Linked DNA regions of Sus scrofa: regions 2 and 3 are each linked to region 1. Evidence: chromatin contacts called from public HiChIP or PLAC-seq and promoter capture Hi-C data. All regions are on one chromosome and are shown on one strand. Each heading gives the region's core, a stretch centred on a gene start, on an enhancer-like site or on the middle of the called end of the contact. The rest is flanking DNA. Distances are from core to core; before and after follow the strand shown.

The links. Promoter capture Hi-C pulls out the DNA fragments that hold promoters and counts their contacts. HiChIP or PLAC-seq counts read pairs in DNA pulled down with a chosen protein or histone mark.
Region 2: a promoter capture Hi-C map of skeletal muscle shows a contact between it and region 1, with 4 times the contacts expected there. The contact joins the enhancer-like site here to the promoter of DHRS7 in region 1. A contact is called at or near these places in 3 of 5 promoter capture datasets (fetal liver, liver and skeletal muscle), 19 of 47 Hi-C or Micro-C datasets (adipose tissue, alveolar macrophages, blood and 10 more) and 1 of 2 datasets of contacts at active chromatin or transcription factors (alveolar macrophages).
Region 3: an H3K27ac HiChIP or PLAC-seq map of alveolar macrophages shows a contact between it and region 1. The contact joins the promoter of PPM1A here to the promoter of DHRS7 in region 1. A contact is called at or near these places in 5 of 47 Hi-C or Micro-C datasets (embryonic fibroblasts, heart right ventricle, liver and 1 more) and 2 of 2 datasets of contacts at active chromatin or transcription factors (alveolar macrophages and skeletal muscle).

The regions. Positions count from the first base shown.
Region 1 is chr1:189,169,388-189,172,131 of Sscrofa11.1, reverse strand. It overlaps DHRS7 (dehydrogenase/reductase 7), which reads left to right and starts at 1,387. Exons shown (of 7, transcript NM_001244160.1): 1 at 1,387-1,857. The coding sequence starts at 1,725. LOC102157689 (a long non-coding RNA gene) reads right to left here and starts at 1,550. Exons shown (of 5, transcript XR_002335513.1): 1 at 1,414-1,550.
Region 2 is chr1:189,081,652-189,084,395 of Sscrofa11.1, reverse strand. It overlaps LOC100622535 (leucine-rich repeat-containing protein 9), which reads right to left. Exons shown (of 29, transcript XM_021062251.1): 29 at 2,667-2,744. Among named protein-coding and RNA genes, the nearest start is that of DHRS7, 88 kb to the left of the region's middle. Within about 2 kb of position 1,380, at least 1 of the 83 cell types and tissues checked has an H3K27ac peak or open chromatin away from gene starts, as enhancers often do.
Region 3 is chr1:189,247,621-189,250,364 of Sscrofa11.1, reverse strand. It overlaps PPM1A (protein phosphatase 1A), which reads right to left and starts at 1,391. Exons shown (of 6, transcript XM_021062341.1): 1 at 955-1,391. It overlaps LOC110259569 (basic proline-rich protein-like), which reads left to right. Exons shown (of 5, transcript XM_021085056.1): 2 at 461-877; 3 at 912-1,563; 4 at 1,894-2,028.

The DNA of each region.
Region 1 (2,744 bases), core at 138-2,637:
CTGCCATCTTCCCAGGTTGCCAGCTTCCTGAGTAAAGCATCTTTATTTTTCCATGAACCCTTGTCTCTGGAAACACTGACTTTTTAGCAATGAGCACCTGAACTTGAGTTTGGTTCCAGCTCCAGCTGGTAATATTACTTTTAAGTACCTTATTTGGAAAGTCAATTATAAGAAAAAAAAGAGTGTGTATAAATGTATGACAGAAATTGACAGAACAATGTAAAACAATTACAATAAAAAATAAGATTAATAAAAAAATAAAATTGAATATGGCTATTCAGGAAAAAAAAAAATAAAAGCCTATACTGCAAAGGCAGCAAGCTAATAAGAGTCACTCCTGAGCAATATTATTTCAAGTTGTGATCAGGATAAACCATTAGTCAGAGTCAAGGTTTAGCTAAGGGCACATCTTCCTCCAGGAACCCAGAACAACGCCACAATGAATTTTTTTTTTTTTTTTTTTAGGGCCACACCCAAGGCATATGGAAGTTCCCAGATAGGGGTTGAATCTGAGCTGCAGCCAGCAGCCTACACCACATACACAGCAACAGCAACCCTGGATTTGAGCCAAGTCTGAGACCTACACCACAGTTCAGGGCAACATTGGATGGCAGCAGACCCAGTGAGTGAGGCCAGGGATTGAATCTGCATCTTCATGGATACTAGTTGGATTTGTTTCCACTGTGCCACAGTGGGAACTCTCAATTTTTTCATAATAATTTTTATTTTTTCTATTATAGTTGGTTTACAGTGTTCTGTCAATTTTCTAATTCAATACAATGCAAACATTCTTATGGCTTTCAGGTATAAGGAGAACTAGAGTTGCAGAATGTAGAAGTTTATAAACAAAATCCCTGCTTTTCAGGTTGGAGTCCAAAAAATGATAAGTATAATAGAAATAATGAAGAATAATTAATAATGATAATTAGTTATAATAATTACGAAAGAAAGGATTACTAGGATTACTGCGTTTGAGTCACTGTGTCCCTCACAGGCATTTTCTCATTTAAATTACATATTCTTTATGGGTGCAGAAATAATTTACTCAGGATTGCTGAGGGCCCAGCTACCTGGACTCCAACTGAGTTGGCTCAAATCCCCAACTGGTACTCCTAGCATTACGCTCAAGGTCAAGTGCTGCCCAAGCTGCACTTTCTTATTCAGCAATGGGGCCAGGGTCACTTTCAAATTTAGGCCAATCCCACTCAACCCTTGGGCTAATTCGGTGAGGGGGTGGGCTGGGATGGAAAACAAATTGGTGCTTTGTTGGGCTCATCTAAAGAAAGTTAAGAAGTGGGGAGGAAGAAGCCAAATTTATTCGTTGTAATATTTGTGCTCTTCCTCTCGACACAACTAGATCTTCGAAAACTATTTGGCCTCAAAACAACTGTTAACCGTTCTTGATTACTGTACCAAATGCAGTATCGCCAAGCATCTGTCATCCACGCCGTCTGCTTCTACTGCAACTCTTTACTGGGAGCCCTGGCAGGCGAAACCTAAGGAGCGATGACAGCGTCGGCGTCCCCCACGCCCAACTCCCTGAGCCCAGGGCGGCTCCGCTTCCAGCCTGCACTCCCGGTCCGCCCTGGCCAGGGGTGGGCGGGGCGACGGCTGCGCCGTTGCACTCGCGCAGTTGCGCGGCTCAGACCAGGTCCGGAGGGTTCGTGGGTCGCTCTAGCTATCTCTATTAGCTGTCTCCGCAAAGCAGGGCGTGCGCGGCGGTGATGAGCTGGGAGCTGTTTCTCTGGCTGCTGGCACTATGCGTGCTGCTCGCGCTCGTGGTGCAGCTCCTGCGCTTCCTGCGGGCAGATGGCGACCTGACCCTGCTGTGGGCCGAGTGGCAGGGGCGACGCCCAGGTGAGGACCCGCAGCCGCCTTTCCGGAGTGGACGGCCGGGTTCTGTGCGGTCGGTTCTCCGCCTTTCTCCGCGTCCCTCCGGGTGCGTGGAACTTCCGGGCGACGAGGTTGCGCCTTTCCCGGGGGCTGCGGTTTGGGGAGGAAGGGGCCGAGGCGTTTTGTCTTCTGTCCTGGACCATGTGGACTTGCCTGGTAGCCAGAGTTAAAGAGCAGCGAGAGCGCTGGAATTGGCAGCGCACCCTCAGCTTTCTCAGTTCCTAACCCTGAGGGATTTTGATGAAGTGTTGGAGGATAATACTTTGCGAAACTGCGTTTGCAAAGGAACCAACCTCCTTTTGAGGACTAGTTTTTCTACTTCGTGAGGTTGTTCATCTTCCATTTCTTACGCTAGTCAGAGTTGTGAAATAAAATTTGAGATATTCCACAGTCACCCACATACTTGCCTATTTATTGCGTTAAAAGTATAACTAGCAAAAACTGGATTGGTGTTTTGCCAGGAGCAAGACTGTCATACTAAAGGGCGTCCTGCCTATCTCATTTTTTATCTGTGCCCTGCTTCATATTTGATCGTCATTAACTAAACGCATTCTATGTGCTAAACAGTGTTCACACAGAACTGTTCATTTACAATGACACTTATAAAGCAGGCATTATTAATCTTATTTGCCAGGTAGGGAAACATGTTCGGAGAAGTTCAGTGACCTGCCCAGAGCTAGGCTTTGGATTCATAAGGGCTGGAGGGAAGTGGGGTTTCCCCGGACCTAGTTTTCTGTATGAAAGAAGGTTTGCTTTGAAGTGATAACTAATTTGCTTTAAAAACGGGGCCAGGGAAGGAAGGGGTGCATATAGCTTCTGCAAGGGTGAAAATTGATTCTTAGGGACCGAAA
Region 2 (2,744 bases), core at 131-2,630, 88 kb after region 1:
AGTGGAAATGAATCAGACTAGTATCCATGAGTATGCAGTTTCGATCCTTGGCCTTGCTCAGTGAGTTGGGGATCTGGTGTTGCTGTGAGCTGTGGTGTAGATCGAAGATGTGGCTTGGATCTTGCGTTGCTGTGGCTGTGGTGTAGGCCAGCAACTGTAGCTCAGATTTGACTCCTAGCCTGGGAACTTCCATATGCTACGGGTGCAGCCCTAAAAAGCAAAAATAAAAATAAAAAAGACACATGAAGACAATACATGTCAAATCTTCTTCATAGGTTTGTTAGTAGGATAAACCATGTAAAATAGACTAGTGGTTTATATATATTCAGCGTTCTTTTCTGGTTTTGTGATAATCAGTTGTGAAGTGTGTTATTAATAATTTAAAATTTTGCAGTTGGTGAATGGTTTACTAAAAAAAATAATTTAAAGCAGATCTGAAGTCATTTCTGTAAAAACACTTCTCGTTCAATTACATTTTCATTTATTTTGTTGACTAGCAAGGGGATGAAGTTATAGCTACTGCTTTAAGAAATGTGTGTAACCAATAGCTTAACCTACCTAGGCATTTACCTACCTAGGCATTCCCAGGGGAGTATGTTGTGCATCATGTCAGCATCATCTGCTCTCATGGCAGAAAAAAATTCAGAGCTACTGGGTCAAATTATCTTAGAAATCATCCCCTTCATTGCTTTTATATGGAATTATTGTATATTTATATTAAAATGTTCTTAAGGTTGAGTCAGTGTCTGTTTTCTGTGCAGCACCTAGCAATACCTAAATATATGTTTATTATTATTCTTAGTGTTACTATTAAATTATGTAATACAAATTTGCTTTCAAGAAGAAATTCAGATTAAAAAAAATTATAGTTCTCTTGTGACGCAGTGGGTTAAGGATCCAGCATTGTCACTGCAGCAGCTTGGTTTGCTGCTGTGGTATTGGTTCGATCCCTGGCCGGGGAACTTTCACATGCCGCTGGCATAGCCAAAAAGAAATTATAATAAAAATGATATTTCAGAATTTAACAGTATGTTCATAAAAATAAAATGATGGCTCTCAAATATATTACAAATGCATAGGAAAAATGGCTAAAAAAATGTCAAATGTTAAGTAGATACTGGATAATATACTGCTTTATACTTTTCTACTCTTATAAATTTTTCTCTGGTAAAAAACTGTTACTTTATTTTTCCCATCCAGTTTATTATTTACAAAGACACTTTTTATTATAAAAGTAGTGTATATTGAGTATTTCATTTACACATAATCATAAGAGAAAGAAAAAGCAAGATGATGCCACGTTACTAACAGATAGTGAAGAGCAGATACTTATCATAACACTGTACTAAAAGCAGCTGTCAAAATTAAAGGGCAACAAAGACATCTTCTGGACATCTTAAGAACTGCATAGTTGCTTTATAAACAAAGTTCTTTTTCTACCTTAGAGTAATAGTTGTTTAAAAACCACATGTTAAGAAGGGTAAAACCAATCTGTATTAGGTTTGAAATTTTATTTTATTTTTGAGGGATACACTATCGCGACATGGAAGTTCCTGGGCTTTGGGTCAGATGGGAGCTTCAGCTGCCAGCCTACACCACAGCCACAGCAACGTCAGATCCGAGCAACATCTGCGACCTACACTGCAGCTCATGGCAACAGTGGATCCTTAACCCCCTGAGTGAGGCCAGGGATCGAACCTGCATCCTCATGTATACCAGCTGAGTTCTTAACCAGCTGAGCCCTAATGGGAACTCCAGGTTTGAATTTTTAAAAATTACATGATTAAATTACAAACATACAGTATCTAAAGAAGAGAAAAGATACAAAATTGTTGCATACACATTGGAATTAGTTTCCAAAATATCCTTAAGACCATTTCCAGATAAATTATAAAATACAAATATTTTAGTAAAAATAATTTATTTTCATGTAGGGAACACATAAAATAATATGAAAATTACATGTAGTATTGAACCACCACTTGCAAAATTTAAATAGAATACTTCATGAATCATGGAGCCCATTGATAGAAAATATGATGGGCAATTTCATCATTAAGAACTGTGTTTAATACATTCAATACCATGTTTGATTGATTTTTTTCTATGCAGTGTATTTTAGAAAAATTATTTACAGTGAAATTCAGTTGAGTCCAAAGTTTATTTTATTTTATTTTTGTCTTTTTGCTATTTCTTTGGGCCGGTCCTGCGGCATATGGAGGTTCCCAGGCTAGGGGTCGAATCGGAGCTGTAGCCGCTGGCCTCTGCCACAGCCACAGCAACTCGGGATCCAAGCCACGTCTGCAACTTACACCACAGCTCACGGCACCCACTGAGCAAGGGCAGGGACTGAACCCGCAACCTCATGGTTCTTAGTCGTATTCGTTAACCACTGCGCCACGACGGGAACTCCAGTTGAGTCCAAATTTTAAATGTGTCCACTCTGTTTGAGCATGTGTTTTACTTAGCCTAAAATGCGCTTGTAAAATTGTATCACTATAGGCACATTTAATGAATTTTGAGTATAAAATAGTACGCTTTTATTCTTAGAGCTTGAATGGCTAGGTGCACTCATAGTTTGGCACTTCCTTTAGGAAGTACTATTGTTGCCAGAATTTGGTCCTGTCTGTCAGTGCCGAATTGAAACACAGAGACAGAGTTCTGGGTAAAGGAGAAAAAAACAGCTTTATTGCTTTGCCAGGCTAAGGAGGGTCACAGCAGGCTAATGCCTTAAAGACTGTGCT
Region 3 (2,744 bases), core at 142-2,641, 78 kb before region 1:
ATGCATTCGGCTCATTACACCAATCAGCAGGAAATTTAGGGTTGGGGTGGACAGGGCGAATAGCTTTCTTGGCTTGGACAACTTAAGTACGACCTTTGTAAATTTTTAAGTACCATGCGGTGCTTGAGGAAAAAAAAAGAAATACCTCAAGCGATGAAATTTTCAAAACATATCTAAAACCGCTGTTGGTAGAGGCCCTCCAGAGCCAGCAGTCTTTCAAGAAAATATTAAAAATCTACAAGCAGAAAAGTATCATACCTCGACCAAACTCTAGCATCAAGAACTTTTACTCACACAATTAACACGGTTTAAAAGACGAAAAGAAATCAGTACCATTTACTTCAATGAATTTGTTCAATGCTTTAGGAATGAATGAATTGGAGGTATCACTGACTTGAGTTCTAAAAAAGCCTCACTCTAAGCTCTACCCTCTATAAAACCTGAAGCAAAAACTCTCCAGAATTTGGTGTTTCAAGGCCAAGTCCGGTCCAAAGGAAGCTTCTCCTCTTCTTTCTCGCGGCCTCCCTCCAGGGGCTGGAGCCCGGGGTGGCCGGGCGGTTGGGGGCGCCGTACGCCCCCTCCCCGCTCAGGGAAAGTTCCGCGGGTTCATCTCCGGTCGGGGCAGGCCTGGCCCGCCGACGGCCCTACCCGGCCGAGCGGCCGCAAACACCCCGCCCGGCATCTGCACCCGGAGGGTCGCGCCCCCTCCCCGCGCAGCCGCCACAAACACCCCGCCCCCGCCTGCCCGCCACCGCCCTCGCAGAACGTTAACCCCTCGTAGTCCGCCGCCCGGCTCGGGGGAGGAGGCCGGGCCAGGGGGTGGAGTTGTCGCGTCTCCTCCCGGGAGCGCCCGGGCAGACGCCCGGCTTGTTTACAGGCCCCAGGCTTTAGGCCTGGCCGCTGCCGCGCAGGCCCGCGCCGCCCGCCCGCCCTCGGCCCCAGCGTCGCGCTTACCCGGAGCAGCCGCGGGCAGGCAGGTCCCTGGTCGGCCGAGGCTGCGGCGGCCGGGGAGGGGGCGGGAAGGGGGTCACCGCGGCGGCGGCCGGCCAGGTCAGGCCGGGGAGGGGGCGGAGGAGGGGAGGAGCCGGGCTGCGTCCGGGCCCCCGGCTCTCGGCGCCCTCGCGGCTCAGATCATCCGGGCGTTGGAGCGGGAGGCGGAGAGCGGGTCCCGGAGGAGGAGGAGGAAGAGCCGAAGATTCATCGCTTACGCACCCCACCTGCCTTAGCGCCCCCCCACCCCCCTCCCCAACCACCGGCTGCCGAGCTGCCGCTGCCGGAGCACCCGAAGCTGCGGGCCGGGCCAGTGCGGAGACCACAGCTCCCTCGCTCCCGCGCGCGCTCCCGCCCCTAGCGCCGCCGCCGCCGCCGCCGCCTCCAGCGCGTCCCCGCGCAGGCGCGCTCACGACGGTGCCGTACTACCCCTCCCCCACGCCTCCGCCTGCCACGCTCCGCCCCGTGGGCTCAGAGGCCCCTACAGCTGCGGCGCGGCGGAGCAGCTGGAGAGACCCGGATGTCGTTGGGCAGGAACTGCAGCGCGCGCTGGCTAACGGGGGAGGGGTGCAGGTGATGTCACTGCCCTACCCAGCTTCTCTCGTAGCAGTGGCCTCGCCGCCCGGCCCCTAGGCAGAGCCACAAACGAGCGTCCGAATCCCGGAACGGAACCGGGACATGGGGCTTCCTGCCCTGGCCCTGGGGACTGGACAGAGGTGTGACTGTATGAGCCTCAGGAATGGGGATACTCTCCGAGCCCGGACTCGGCATCCCCCCTAGGGCGTCCGCGCCTCCTTTCGCTGGGCTACCGTCTGTCTGCAGATAGATACCCCATTCCCGGGGAAGACGCAGTCTACAGAGGCCGAGGACCGACCTTGTGCTGTCGACTTCTCTCCCTTACAGTTGCGGCCTGATCGCGGCCTAGCTGCTGCGGCTCTAAGGCATGCTTGTTGTCAGGCCACCGCCAGATCCCTCTCCCTCAAGCCTCCACACTTCCGGAGCCATCCTTGCCCCAGCGACCTCGGGAGACCTACGCAGGTGCTCTAGCCACACATCTCGGGTCCCAAAGGGCAGCAACACTCTCACCCTACTACCACCCACCCACACGCGAGTGCCCCTGATACACGCACAAGGCACATGCTCTGAGTTTCTGGTGGTTTTTCGTCTGTAGCTCGTGGGGTTCCACATTGTATTTATTTGCACTTATTAGACAGTCACGTGATTCTGTCACAGGGGACATCCAACCACCTCCAGTGAGGTTAAAGGAACGAAGGATTTTTCAAAATCTGGAGGATTATCAAAAATGTGGCAGCTGCTGCTATGAAAATTTAGAGATCTGTTAAACCCAGTTGCACGTGCAGGTGGCCAGAATCCAGTTTAGCTAGCTAGACTGCAGACAACCCGACCCACGCCGTTTGCAGACGCCAGGGATACAATGACAAACCCTAGGCGGCCAATGAATCAGAACTGGAGAGCAGTACATCACCAGCAGGGTTTCCCATTGGCTGGGATGCTTTCCCTCTCTTGTCAGAGGTTTAACCTGCTCAGGGATTTGACTTATACCACATTTCCAGGCACAGAAGTTTAAAAGAAAAATCAGTGTTTAAAAAAGATGCTCTTGGGAGTTCCCTGGTGGCCTAGGGGTTAAGGATCGGGTGTTGTCACTGCTGTGGCACGGTTTTAATCCTTGGCCCAGGAACTCCTACATGCCTGTGGGCACTGCCAAAAAAAAAAAAAAAAAAAAAAGAAGAAGA